Linked DNA regions of Sus scrofa: regions 2 and 3 are each linked to region 1. The links are chromatin contacts, called in public Hi-C and HiChIP or PLAC-seq maps. All regions are on one chromosome and are shown on one strand. Each heading gives the region's core, a stretch centred on a gene start, on an enhancer-like site or on the middle of the called end of the contact. The rest is flanking DNA. Distances are from core to core; before and after follow the strand shown. Region 1 holds the start of SMG1 (serine/threonine-protein kinase SMG1). Region 2 holds the start of RPS15A (40S ribosomal protein S15a). Region 3 holds the start of ARL6IP1 (ADP ribosylation factor like GTPase 6 interacting protein 1).

What was found. A called contact is a pair of places that touch in the nucleus more often than the background predicts. HiChIP or PLAC-seq counts read pairs in DNA pulled down with a chosen protein or histone mark.
Region 2: a contact with region 1 is called in a Hi-C map of liver, with 9 times the contacts expected there. The contact joins the promoter of RPS15A here to the promoter of SMG1 in region 1. A contact is called at or near these places in 1 of 5 promoter capture datasets (liver), 5 of 47 Hi-C or Micro-C datasets (blood, heart right ventricle, liver and 1 more) and 2 of 2 datasets of contacts at active chromatin or transcription factors (alveolar macrophages and skeletal muscle).
Region 3: a contact with region 1 is called in an H3K27ac HiChIP or PLAC-seq map of skeletal muscle. The contact joins the promoter of ARL6IP1 here to the promoter of SMG1 in region 1. A contact is called at or near these places in 2 of 5 promoter capture datasets (fetal liver and liver), 4 of 47 Hi-C or Micro-C datasets (epiblast stem cells, liver and skeletal muscle) and 2 of 2 datasets of contacts at active chromatin or transcription factors (alveolar macrophages and skeletal muscle).

The regions. Positions count from the first base shown.
Region 1 is chr3:26,651,345-26,656,121 of Sscrofa11.1, reverse strand. SMG1 (serine/threonine-protein kinase SMG1) reads right to left here and starts at 2,303. Exons shown (of 63, transcript XM_021086548.1): 1 at 1,856-2,303. The coding sequence starts at 1,944.
Region 2 is chr3:26,774,392-26,779,168 of Sscrofa11.1, reverse strand. RPS15A (40S ribosomal protein S15a) reads right to left here and starts at 2,508. Exons shown (of 5, transcript XM_021086554.1): 1 at 2,365-2,508; 2 at 1,204-1,341; 3 at 655-734. The coding sequence starts at 1,336.
Region 3 is chr3:26,758,727-26,763,503 of Sscrofa11.1, reverse strand. ARL6IP1 (ADP ribosylation factor like GTPase 6 interacting protein 1) reads right to left here and starts at 2,859. Exons shown (of 6, transcript NM_001244213.1): 1 at 2,745-2,859. The coding sequence starts at 2,780.

The sequences.
Region 1 (4,777 bases), core at 1,054-3,553:
GCATCTGTCTACCTAGGCAATAAGTTCTGAGACTTTGCTACAGAGCACAGCTTCAAAGAATGCAGAGGCCCCTTTACACACACACAGAGCCAAAAAATAAGGTAACTGAAAGAAGAAAACACGAGTAATATTAATAACCCATGTACTTATTCCACAACTATGGGAGCCATTCTGCTTCATACCTGTCAAATGAAACCAGGCAACCTCAACCCGTGGCTCCAACTGTGCTACTCCACTTGTTGAGAACCACAAGCTACAGTTTATTCTTCTCCAGAAGTTCTAGGACTGCTTGAGAAGGGCACTTTATTTAGTCCTCTAAAGGGATACCATGCACATTGTTTACACATGCTGACAATACCGAAAAATAATGGAAAATCTACTGTCAAAGAGCTCTCAGATGTTCAATTCAACCTCATTTATCACCTAATTCACTAGATGGGAAAAAGAAGTAAATTTCACACATTTCAATGAACATACACAACAACCAAAAATGCCAGTTATAGATAAAAATATCAAAACCAGTCAACTGATTTTATTTAAAGCACTCACAAACCCTAAGCGGTAAAGGACAGGTCCAACTATGCTTTTCTTTTCAAAAATTTTAAACTACTTAACATCTTAATTCTAAACTAAGCTTTTAATGTCACTTTGTTATATACATAATTCTCAGCAGACAGGAGACCTGGAAAAACACATGAAACAGAATGAAATGTGTATCACTCATCAGCCAAAAGATTATTTTGGTTTTTCTATCAAGTCGTAGGGCGTTACATTCTACTATCTTTCCAAATTATTTCCAAACATTGCTGGAATTGCATGCAGCCATCAGGAAATTAAAAGTCATCCCAACAATGTGTGTCTAACATTTCTCTGGCCAGTTCCTGGACAATCATAATGCAAGAGGCTCAAAGTGCGAGACCTCCATGAAACAACTAACCCTACAATGTTATATACATTTAGGGAATTCTTCTAGGCACTGGGCTAAGTTCCAAAACAGTCTTGAGTATTACAAGCACTTATTGAGTAAGAGAGATGAGAATCAGTCCAAAATTACGTACAACTGCCCCATGATTAATCAGAAAGAAACGAAAATTAATTTTCTTTAAAAAGTCGGTACCCTTTAATATGTTCATTTCCAAGGAGACCCCTGTCGGAAATCAAACCCTTTACTCTTCTAAGCGAAAGCCCGCTCAAGTGTCCAGGCATGAACTGCTCTCCGCCAAAGTAGCTGCCCCCTGCACTTGTGGGAAACATTTTCCAGGACCAGAGTCGGTTGGCCCCATTAACACTGTCACAATCTCCTCTCATGCCCCACAACGAGCCTGCCTAAAGTCAGAGTAAGGCCCTGGAGCGTGGCTGTTTTTTAAATATTAACACGTGGGAGGTCACAGAAAAGATCAAAGTTAAGGAGGTCTTTTCACGTGGGGGCTGAGAGGCGGAGAGATAGGAAAGTGAATGGGTGGCGGAGAGGGTCCTGTACTCCCAGGATCCCCCAACTCATATACCAACTTAAGGGGAAGGCGGCAAGTAAAAAAAAACAAAAAACAAACAAAAAAAAACAACCAACACCAGGTTCCCTTCCTTCACCCAATTCCTAGGCCAGTTCCTTCTCCCGGCGCCCAGGGTCTGGCTCCAGCCCTGAGGCTGAAATGCAGGGAGAGGGGAAGCATTTAGGCCTCGCCTCCCAGCGGCCTTCCTTCCCCAGCCGGGGCGGGAGGGAACCCAGGAAGCCGCGCCCGGTTCCTGGGGGGGTGGAGAGCCTAGGCCGCGCCTCCCAGCCCGGCGGCCCTAGGCCTCGGCCCGCCCGAGGCGAGGCCCGGGGTCGGGGTGGCGAGCTGGCCGCCGGCTCACCCACCTGGGTTGCCAGTCATTCCAGCTCCGCGGGTACTTGGTGCCGCCGCCGCCGCCGCTGCTCAGCCGAGACCCCGGGGCTCTGCGGCTCATTACCTTCCCCGACACGACATGGCCAAGCGCCGCCGCCCGAAGAAGCGCGAGTCGCCGCCCGAACCGGCCGCTGCCGACACTCCGCTCCGGCCCCGGGCTGAGGAGGAAGCCGAGAAGGAGGAGGAGGCGGCGGAGGGCGGGGGAGGCGGACGGCCGTTCCGGGTTCCGCCTGAGCCCGCAGCGCAGGACGAGGAGGCGGGAGCGGCGCGGCGAGAGGGAGGCGGAGGAAGGGGAGGCGACGTCTCTTCCAGGGCCGTGCGCGGCCCGCGACGCCGGGGCCCAGGAGGAGGAGGACAGGGAGGAGGAGGCGGTGGCGGCTGCTCCTCACGCTCACACAGCCACGGGTTCCCCGCCTCCCGGCTCCGCCCGCCGCGCCGCCGCTGCCGCACGGCATGCTGGGAGCGAGAGGCGGTGCCGGCGCCCGCCGGGCCGGGGTGGAGGGGCGGGGCCGGGACCGAGGGGCGGGGCATGTGGGCGGGGCCGGACTCAGCAAGTGGACCGCCCTCTCCGCGCCCCGCGCTCGCTTCCAGTCTTCGCGGACCGCGCGGAGGTCCGGCCCCGCCGCGGGGGATCACGGGAGAGGGGGTTCTCCGTCACCATCTCCACGCGCACGCTCTCCTATACACCCCCGGGAAAGCACCTGACCCCCAGAGGGCGGGGCAGTCAGGTGTAAACAGGCTTCCGCTCAAGATACAGGGGTGCCCTTGCGGTGGCGCGCGCAGACACACATGCATGTCCTTAGAGTTCACGCGCGCCCACGTTCCTCACCTTGTACGGCAATAAGTAAAAATAAAAAACAGAGGGGGTGAACATTCATCTACCCAGCCTCCACCTGAAATGTGCCCGTAGATTCCCGACACCTTGACCATTTATGTCTTACCATTACAAAAAACGAAATAGAGGAAGAAAGCGGAATACTCACGAGCACCAACCTTTGTCCCCTGCAACATGAAATACGCTCTGAAATCCTCCCACCGTTAACAGCTACTTTCCCTTCCAAAGAGTCTTGCGGGTGGCGTGGCATTGGGCGGGGGGGGGGGGGGGGGCCAAACCTGAGCACTTTCTCCTCCGCCGCGACGTTTCCACGGCCCCCACCAAAGAGTTCACTAAAGCATCTTAGACATAAAGTGGATGCCATATACAAAGAGAAAAGGTCAACAAGCTGCACAGCAAACAGGTAACAGGGAGTTAGCATGTGGCTCAGTAGGTCATTGCTGTGGCTTCAGTTACAGCTTGGTGCAGGTTCCATTCCTGGCCCCGGAGCTTCCCTAGGTGCAGCCAAACACACACACACGCACGCACGCACGCACACACAGAACAGGTAACAGGAATTAACTCTGGAGGATAGTCAAAAGGGTCTTACGTTATTTTATGTTGCAAATTCCCTATGTTGCAAAGTCCCCATATATTGCTTGTGTGATTAAAAATGGTTACCAATGGAATTCCCGTTGTGGCGCAGTGGTTAACGGACCCGAGTAGGAACCATAAGGTTGCGGGGTTGATCCCTGGACTTGCTCAGTGGGTTAAGGATCCGGCGTTGCCGTGAGCTGTGGTGTAGGTTGCAGACGCAGCTCGGATCCCGCGTTGCTGTGGCTCTGGTGTAGGCCAGTGGTTACAGCTCTGATTTGACCCCTAGCCTGGGAACCTCCATATGCCGCAGGAGCGGCCCTAGAAAAAGGCAGAAAAAAAAAAAAGTTACTAAATTACAAAAGTACTTGAGATTATGAGGTGATCCACATGCATCCCCCTTCAACTTTGGGCTCCTTGCTTATGTCCGTCAACACTGTAGGCTCTTGCTAGTTCTAAAGGATGGAAAGTTAGGTTTTCATATGTACTTTTCTCCCCTCCCCAATTCGACTCATTCAGGGAACAAGAAGCTCCTTCTACGAACTGGTGCTATTTGACTCAACACAGAAATTCTCACTAGGTTTAGACTCCAGCATGGTCACCCACATGTGTAAAAAAAAAAAAAAAAAAAAATTTTTTTTTAAATAACCTGAGTGAAGAGGGATACATCCCACAGTTATACACTCCATCCTGAAATGTGCCCTGGGTAGCCCATACTTGCTGTGAGGAAGGATCCTACCATTTGTGAAAGGGACCCTACCAATGGTGTCCTTTCTTCCCTACTCTCCTATGAAAAGTCCCTCTTGAATCAAGTCCTAAGATTAGGGTTCTCTCTCAGAAATTGTGAATCCTGCCACAAGGTATTTTGGTTTGTTTGTAGTTCATGTCTAATGACATAAGCAAACAGTAAACACATATGTTTGGGGTTTGGGGGTTTTATTTGGGGGAGTGCCATATCTGTGGCATGTAGAAGTTCCCAGGCCAGGGGTGGAACCCACATCACAGCTTTAACCAGAGCCACAGCAGTGAAAATGCCAAATCTTTAACCCCCTGGGGGAACGAGGGAATTTCCCTCACATGTTTTCAATGTACAGCCTAATTGTGATTAATTCTTTCATTCAACATTTTTTAGCAAAATTTACTGAGCATCTACTAACCAAGCAGTTGGGGACAGGGACAGTGATCCGACTCAATCCCTATCCTCAAGGAACTCTGGGAGTAGGGGTCGGAGAAATAGGTGTATTATTAGAAATGATCGAAATAGTTACAATCTCCTCTCTCTCCACCACCCTGCAATCTGACCAAAAAAGCCACTTCTCCCAAAGCGTTTTCTCTTTCCTTCCTTCCTTCCTTCCTTCCTTCCTTCCTTCCTTCCTTCCTTCCTTTCTTTTTCTTTCTTTCAGCTTAAGCCACAGCCAGAGCAAGGCTGGATTGGAGGTGCAAGACCTACACCACAGCTCATGGAAACACCAGATCCTTAACCCAC
Region 2 (4,777 bases), core at 1,259-3,758, 120 kb before region 1:
CAATCAGCAAACCCGACTAGCAACCATGAGGACGTGGGTTCGATTCCTGGCCTCGGCCAATGGGTTAAGGATCCTGTGCTGCCATAAGCTGTGGTGTAGGAAGCAGACATGGCTTGGATCCCCAAGTTGCTGTGGCTCTGGCATAGGCCAGGGGCTAAAGCTCCGACTGAACCCCTAGCCTGGGAATCTCCAAATGCCACAGGTGTGGCCCTAAAAAGATAAACAAACAAAAAAATCCAGAGAACCCCATATTCTGTCCAAAATACCCATCAGCAACAGAGACGAAGGACCAAAGTTATTTACACTGACAAAATGAGAGGCCATTGAGTGGCTCGGCTCAAGTCTAAGCCAATGAGGGCAGTTTGTTAGCCGCCCCCATGCAAATGAGGAACCACCAGTTGTTCATTTTGCCCCAGGCCTCCACATCTCCCTTCAGATACCTCACACTCCACAAGCAATTGTCAACTCACCATTCTACCTGGAGAACAAAGTAAAATGTGATATAAAAATGAACAATTTTAACCAGTTCCTAATTCTGTTTAAACTAACTAGGTAAAGGAAGCACCGTTTAATTTTACAAGGGCAATTACAACACACAACACCATGTGAGACCACTTTGAAGGTTCTTAAATGTGGAAGACAATCAATTCTTACCTTATTTAGCCTGCCTGTGAGGTTCACAACAATTTTCCCAGCTCTATGATCGTCGATGATTTCAAATTCGCCAATGTAACCTATAAAACACAAGACACTGAATTGAAAACAATTTTTAATATTTAGACGGCAACACCCAAAACTATCAACCCTGAAATTTTAAAAAGGGGATGATTTCCTGTCCTTTCATAGCTTCCCACTCCCAAGCCCAAGACGTTCAGCAATCCTCCACTCCACCCCAAGGAGCTCCCAAAGCCCTTTCAATGAGGTGCTGCAGCTGCAATTATCACAAGACGACTATTTTAGGTGCCAAACACCTAGCAGGACAAGTCACAAACTTCCTCCTTACCCACAGTCCTAATCTACCCTAGCATTTCTTAAACAGCATCACTTGTCTAGACTATCCTGTCCACAGCCCAAATCAATTACAGTACTTCCCACGTAGGACTGACACCTCACCCCCATCTTCCTAGGCCTCTCCCCTACAATTTCTACTGGACTCTTTCTGTAACAGGTTTACCTCAAAACAAAACACATTAAGACACTTACCATGCTTCATCATCACAGTTAGAAACCTGACGATGACTTTGGAGCACGGCCTAATAAGAACCTGGCGTTTGCCTCTCTTTTCGGCATTGTTGATGCTCTTGAGGGCATCGGCCAGGACATTCATGCGCACCATTGTGGCTGTTCAGGGAAGACAAAACAGGGGTATTAATGCCATGGCCATTAACAGACACCCAATCATTCCACGGCTAACACATGCTTTTCTTTCTACCTCTATCAAGGTTCCCATCTCTACACAGGCTGGTTCCCTTGTAGCCCCGAAAGAATATGTCACCTACCAAAATGAAAACACCAGCTATGGTAGGCCAGTTAATTCAGAAAGGGAGCAAATGGTCACCATCGATGATTTCCAAATTTCTGAAAACCACCAGGACCTTTACATAAACCAACTCAGTGTCGGCCTCGTCCTAAACATCGCAAGATACCACTTGACTTTCTCCTAACGCCCGTAACTATTAAAACGACTGTACAGGTGCCACCCAAAATTATGCCCCACAGCAAGCATACCATAGTGGCAAGTATGTTACTTGCACCTCATCAGACTCTATCCCAACAGACACGAACTTACCTAACAAAGTTTTGAAAGCTAAGGACAAGGGCCAAAGCATGCTTTCAAACGACAACAGGAGGAGTCCGACCGGCTTCCTCAAGCTCAACAAGTGTCTGGGGGAAAACCTGGAGCCCAGAAGACACCAGCAAACCTCCACCCCAAGCAGGGTGCAATCTTCCCTGCCGAAGGGGCCTCAGACTCCCAAGCTCCCAGCGCGGCCGCAGCAATGGGAAGCTGTACGGCCCATTAGGGTCCCAGACTCCGATACTTCCCGCCAAGGAGGGGCCTCATCTACTAAGGGCGGTACTGGCATCGCCGATCGCGTAGGGGGTCCGGGTCGACCGAACAGTCGAAAAGCTCCGGGTCCAGCCAGGGCTGCGGCCTGCGCCCCACAGCCCGGACTCCCCAGAATGCAGAGCATGGGGCGGCTGAGCATGACTCTCTCCTCCGCCTGCTCAGACCCCCGCGAGGCCAGTATTCCCGGCACAGGAGGCCGCCGGCATCCTCGCAGGGAACCAAGACCGAGCCTCAGACCACAGGATGGCACCGATAGCGAACGGATAAAGTTGGATCGCTCAGAGAAAGATACTCACCGGCACGGAAAGATGGCGGAAAGAGGAAGGGAGGGGCGAGCGCACGGAATTATGGGAAGAGGTCAGGCTATCGCGAGACTTTCAAAGCCCCGCCAAAAACAAAAAAAACAACAAAAGAAGGATTGCCTAGCGGAAGGAGGTGGGTGAACGGGCGGAGTCTCCTCAGGGGTGGGCAGTAGAGAGTGGATGGAATCGAACACCCCAGGCGCTATCTGAGGGAGTTTATAGAAGGGCAACGCTAGCCACCGGATCGATTTCTTTCTAGCAACTAATCTGTTAAAATAAACAAGTGACAAGAGCCTAGATATTTGCACGTTTTTACTGCAATAACTGGTCACCATTTATAAAATTTTGATACTTAAGTATTTACAGTATCTATGGAAGAACCCGCAGAAATGTGTAATTGCCTCTGAGGAGGGCGTTAGGAACTGGTAATGGGAAGAATTGCTTTTTCCCTACAGAAATTCGTTCGGGGTTTTTTCTTGTGTTTGTGGGTTTTTTGCTGCTGCAGCTTGATGTGGGATCTCAGTTCCCAGACCAGGTATTGAACCCAGACAGCAGCGGTGAAAGCACCAAAACCTAACCGCTAGGCCGCCAAGAAACTCCTTAAATTAAAAAAAAAAAGACCTCTTTGAGTTTGCTTGTCATCCTTGCAGAGGAACCATGATAATCTTCTCTGCATGGGTCCAATTTTAGTATAGTGTGCTGCAGAAGCCAGCTCTCCCTTTGTTTCTTGGAAACGTGTATGGATGACTTTTTCAAAGCAGTCAAAAACTTTTCCCGCTGTGCCTCTTGTGGCTGCGGGGGGGCGGATTGGATCCCCGAACATGGCTGCAGTGGGTTAAAGGATACGGTGTTGCCGCAGCGGCGGCTGAGATTCAATTTCTGGCCTGGGGAACTTCCATATGCAGTGGGGGCAGCCATAAAAATTAAAAAGTAAAAAAAAAAATTTAAAAATTGATGCTTCCTTTTGGACTCTCCCTAAATGTTAGAAATTATTGGAGTTTCCAGTTGTGGTGCAGCGGAAATGAATCTGACTAAGAACCATGAGGTTGAGGGTTTGATCCCTGGCCTCACTCAGTGGGTTAAGGATCCAGGGTTGCCGTGAGCTGTGGTGTAGGCCGGCAGCTGTAGCTCCAATTTGACCCCTAGCCTGAGAATCTCCGTATGGCTCAGGTGCGGCACTAAAAAGTCCCCCCCCCCCCCGCCCCCCAAAAAATTGTTTACTGGAGTTTCAGACTTTTCTCTCAGTTCTGAGATAACACAGTTTGGAAGAAAGCCACAAGTGTTTTGAAATAAATGTGCAGCCTCTTAAAGGTTATTGCTAGGGTCAGATGAGCTAAGGTGCCAAAGGGCTCGTCAAAGCCCTGGCATGTGGCAAATACTCAGTAAGTTGTTCCTGAAGTCAGGGGTCTGATCGCTCCAGAGGGAGTGAATTCTAGCTCTGCTCTTTCTGAAGCTGGGTGACCTCAGGCTAGTTACCTAAAATCTGAAACTGCTTCTTTAGCCTTTCCTCCAGGCTTTCCCACTTACCCTCCCTTCTGTCTTTCCCACGTGGCAGTTAGAGTTACTGTTGTGGCTCAGAGGATTACTAGGATCCATGAAGATGCAGGTTCGATCCCTGGCCTTGCTCAGTGTGATCTGGTGTGGCTGTGGCTGTGGCTGTGGTGTAGCCAATTGGACCTATAGCCTGAGAACTTCTATATATGGCCCTATAAAAAGCAAAAGCAAACAAACAAATAAAAAATTAAGCCAGACCATGCCCTCTTCAAGGGGTCTTATCAACTCAGTAAAATCCAAATTCCTTGCAAAAGCTTACAGGGTCCTCCCTGAGATGCACACCAGTCTCCTTGCGCAGGAAAAGTGACCTCTTCCCACTGCTTGCTTTCCAAATATGCTCAAGCATATTCTGCCTCAGGACCTTTGCATCTGCTTTTCCCTTTAAGGTGAATGTTCTTCCCCTAGTTTACCAGGAAGTTTGCTCCAACTCCCTTTTCCTCAGGTCTGTCTTCAATCACACAAACTCACTCACACAGCCTCCTCCCCACTCCCTCCAACCCCACTGCCCTGCTTAATTTTTCTATGTAGCATTTACCATGTGAAATATTGTCAAGTGTAATTTACGGTCTGTCTCCATTCAGCAAGCGGGGATGTGGTTGGTTTTGTTCCCTGCTGTACTGTGAACCGGAGTTTGGCACTTGCCAGCACCTGCCATCAGCCTCTATAAGGATTCTATCATGAGTCTCTGCAGCTACCAACCCAAGGCACCCACCCTCCACCCCGCTCAGAGCATAAATCAGGAGCGAGGCTCTCTGTGCTTTGGGAAAACTGGAAGAACAGGTCTTCAGATTGTTCGATTATTTTTAGAAGATTTTATGTGCCTAATTCTTGCATCTCCTATCTAGAAAAACAC
Region 3 (4,777 bases), core at 1,610-4,109, 110 kb before region 1:
TTTACTAATCTCCATATTTTCGTGGCTCCTAGAGAGTTAAATTCTTCTAAGGCACCAAGCATGTAAAAGAGCTCTTATAAATCACTATGGTTTTTTTGGCTTTTCAGGACCACAGTCATGGCATACGGAGGTTCCCAGGCTAGGGGTCGAATCAGAGCTGCAGCCACTGGCCTAGGCCACAGCCACAGCAATGTGGAATCCGAGCTGCATCTGTGACCTATACCACAGCTCACAGCAACACTGGATCCAAAACCCACTGAATGAGGCCAGGGATCGAACCAGCGTCCACATGGATACTAGTTGGACTCATTACCACTGAGCCACAATGGGAACTTCCACAAATCACTATCTTAAACAAGTTAGTCTTTAAAAAAAACTCTGCAGTTTTGATACCAAAGCCAGAAATTACGGGGGAAAAATTATCACTTAATGGTCACCTTCCAACTCTAAGCACTGGGCTATTCTTTATGTACATAATAACCCGTATAGAACCTCATAAAATAAGGATAATTAGATCCATTTTACAGTAAAAAGAAAGTGAGCTCAGAACGGTTGCTTTCCAAATTCTCTTGTGGTGCATCGAGTTAAGGCATTGTCACTGCAGTGGCTTTGGTTGCTGCTGTCGTGTGGGTTCAATCCTTGGCCTGGCCCGGGAACTTCCATACACAGGAGGGCACAGCCAAAAAAAAAAAAAAAAAGTTGCTTTCCCAAAGTCATGTCCTACTAAGTGGCAGCTTTCTGAAAATGAAATTACATCACTTTAAGTTTGCTCATTTCAGGTGGTTACAACTAATTTGTTGTTTCATTTCACTGACTTAACCCCCTACTTCTGAATCCATTAGGAAAGCCTCTTCCTGAAGAGCGGTTTCCAAAACAGCTCTCTGTATAATGGAATCATTTAGATGTTGGCATCATCTGCACAATTAGGAAAACTACGGGTGCTTTCACCAAATTATATGAGGCACAGTAAGCCCAATTTACCTCAATAAAATGCTTCTGACACTTAGCAGACATTGTGGTTAGACTTTAAATTTCTCTGCAAATCTGACAATCACCTGCAAGGAAACTTCTAGGATGAAGCCAATGTGACAAAAAGCCTTTAAACTGATTCTGGTAGAGGAAAAAAAAAAAAATTGGAAGAAACCCATGTATCCTTATGACTGTTATTATAGGGAGACAGGCAAATGATAGGAGACAGTGCCGCTTAACCTTGTTGAAGATGACATCTGTGGAGTTCCTGTCGTGGCTCAGCAGAAACGAATCTGACTAGTATCCGTGAGGACGCAGGTTTGATCCCTGGCCTTGCTCAGTGGGTTTAGGATCCAACACTGCTAAGAGCTGTGGTGTAGGTTGCAGACTTGGCTTGGATCTGATGTTGCTGTGGCTGTGGTGTAGCCTAGCCTGGGAACCTCCATAGGCCATGGGGGCAGCCCTAAAAAGAAAAAAAAAAAAAAAAAAAAATGCTGTGCCACACTGATCACTTAGGTGGAACCTCAATATTTCTGACTTTATATACTATGTTTAATAAGTTAAAAAAGATTATCATGTGCCAGAAACTCTGCTAAATGTTTTCTGTGTTTATATTTTAATCATTTCTCGTAACAAACTGAAAGGAAGATGTTATTATTTTCATTTTATAGATAAGGACACTGAGATACACAGAGGTTAACAGATCTGAATCTGGCAAATCCAAGGCCAAAGGCCTGTCCTTAAAGCCACACTGCTCTGCAGAGAGAGCAGCAGAGCAGAGCCCATATCGGTTGTCTCAACAGCTGTGTAAACTTGGGCAACTTCTTTGTGCTACAATCAATTCTTAAAACGAAGCTGGCTGGGGCTAACTAGGCTTACCACAGAGAAGAGGTTTTTGCTGTGTGTGTGTCATGGGGCAGAGGTCATACGTTTCTAAAAATCAATGCAAAACGAAAATCATGCACAATCAAAACTGCCCTGCAAAGTCACTTAATTCATTAGCACTCTCCCTGGGGAAAATGCAACGTAGAAAATGGACTGATCCTTCCTTCCCTTTTGCCTAGATCCTGCGTGATTCTCAGTGAGGTTAAAATTGTCTGCCTGTGATAGAACCTCACTGCATTTCCTTTAGACCCCTGCTTACTCGAAAGTCCTCCCGTGACCCTCCCCCTTCCCCAAAGGTTTATCAGTTACAGACTAACGCCGAGACCTCCCATAGTCCTTCCGGCTGGACTCTTACTTTCGGTTCCCAGCGGTGAGTTTGCAGCCTCGCTGCCGTGTTAAGCTGTGCCAGCTCTAACAAATTATCGGCAGCAACCCTTTGACCCTCAACCCCTGACCAAATACTGGGGAAAAGGGCGAAAGGATGTCCTGCTTAAGATGAAAGAGGGAAAACCCGGATACCGCTGGGGCCTGGGCCCCCCGAAGCACTCGACAGGGCACTCGCGGCCCTCAGCCAGTGACTGCACCCCAGGCGGGTCCCAGCCCCTCTTCTCTCGCTTCCTCCTCAACCTCTATTCGCGGTGAATGATCACGCGCCCTCGCTCCGTCGCGAACCGTCCCCAAGGGATGTTAGGCGTGGACACGACTAGTGACCGCCAAGCAAGGCTCACCCACGACATCCAAAGGGCAGGAGTCGTCGCCTGCACCTGGGCACCGGGAGAGGAGGCCGGGCCCGCGGCAGGTGATAGGAACGAAGCCGCAGCGCCGTCCCATGGAGCCTAATATCCAGAAACCCAGCGCATTTCCCTCACGACGAAGCCGCCAGGACTCACCAGCAGATTGGTGCTGCGATTATCTCCCTCTGCCATCGTCCCTGAGGTGTCGTCTCTAGGAGCGAAAGACGCCACAAAACCAAGAGCTCTCTCGAACCCCTTAAGGCTACCCTGGCATCAGGGTACGCCCCGCAAGCCGCTTATATAGGCTGGATGCCTTTCCCGACAGACCCCGCGAAGCTCGCTCCTCATTGGGCAAATCAAGATGAAGCTGAAGCCGGGGCGGCCAACCGCTGTCCAGCGCATGTCTTGAAACCGAGGTCAAAGGAGAGTGAGAACGCCGGGGCCGAGGAGGCGGGGACACTGAATGACCAATCAGCGCCCAGGAGGTGTGCGACGCCCCGCCCAGGCCTTTCAGAAGCGGTTGAACGGCCGCTGCCCGGGGCCTGGTGTGGCCTCAGTATCCCCGGGGCCTGTGGGAACCGTAGCTCTCGGACGCTCTTTCAGGGGGACCTCAAAGCAGCCAAGGAGACTCTCCGGAATTAGTCCTCGAGGAAATATGCCACCCAGTATCAGGCGGAAGGCAGAGGTGGTCATGTGACGCTAACTTCATTGTGATTAAGGGGGCCGGCTGGGATCCTCTTAACAGAAGCAGCCTGTGGCCCTCGCCCCAGCTGTTCCCCGTCGGCCCCGCCTTCTGATCCCTGCTCCCGCAGCCTTGAGCAGTTTAGCCTGGATTTATGACTCGTGCCCATCTCGTGAGGTTTCGCGGACAAATGAATAGGGCTATTTATGTAGATTTTTTTTCCGCAATGTTACTCCCCTTTAAGGCCTTAGTTTGATGGGGGTAGGAGAAAATCTTGGCGTAGTTCGACAACTTGTGAAAAATGCATTGACTTAAAAAAATCGGCTTGTTTATATAGGGTGTTTGGGGAAATTCTTTGTGGGGTAAACTACGAACTCCCTCTCCAAAAAGGGACTTGTTTTGACAGATCTTTTTACATTAGAGGTCATGCTAAGGAAAGATGTCAACTCTCTCATAAGGGTGGAATGAATTGGAATTTAAGAAGCAGATGAATGCCAGGGGAGCGGCCAAACAAAAACAAAAACTAGATGAGCTGTGTTGAGAAATCTTTTCTCTCCAGGACTTCACAAAAATGTATTTAAAAAATGCTTTCATTTTCATTGCTCGAAATATGCTAAATGTTGACCTGGTCAGATGTCTTTTTGAGGAAAACTTAGCATAGCTTTTAACTTTTTATAGTCTTCTATATTATGCCATCGTTTGTTTTTGGGTTTTTTTGGTATCTCATGTGGCATTTTTTTATTATACTATTAACCAATTGTGTTTTTTTTTTCCCCGCTGTACAGCATGGGGACCAAGTTACACTTACATGTATACATTTTTTTCCACCCTTTGTTCTGTTGTGATATAAGAATGTAAGTTTCTTTTTTTACTGTGAAAAAAAATAAAGCATCTGATCAGGTATAAACACTTGGAGGGAGATTAAAAAAAAAAAAAAAGCCTCTGCAAGGGAAGGGGACTGACTCTTCAGTAAAGTTCCACTTAGGGAAATGTTGGGGAGAAAAACAGGTTATGCAGGTAAAATGCAGCCAGTTGATATATCCCATTTGGGGAGATTTTAGTTGGAGTTTGAAGAGTAGGCCCTTCCCTACCTCTTCAAAAGAAAATCAGAAGGTCGCAAACAGCGAGCAACCAACCACGTGATGAATATAGAGAGTACTGAATGCAAAACAGTACTTTAGGTACAGTAACATCCACTTCCGAAGAAGAGGGCATCAGTTACTAGAGTTTAAAAACTGCCATTTGTACATTGGGAAATCAGCTTTTGCTACAGAGTGCGCCTGGTTTTTATCCAAGTTCCCTGTGTACAACTTCAGAAGAGACTTCTCTTTCAACAGCAGCTTGTGCAATTCAAGTAGGTGAAAACTGAAGGATCTGCTTTCAAACAGCACAGATTCTCCACAGAGTATCTCTTACTCAAGGAATGTGTTCCCAGACCTAACCAGCAACTTAACACCGAGCACTGGTGGAAGGTCTTTAACTAAAATTCCAGTCGCCCTAATAAGAA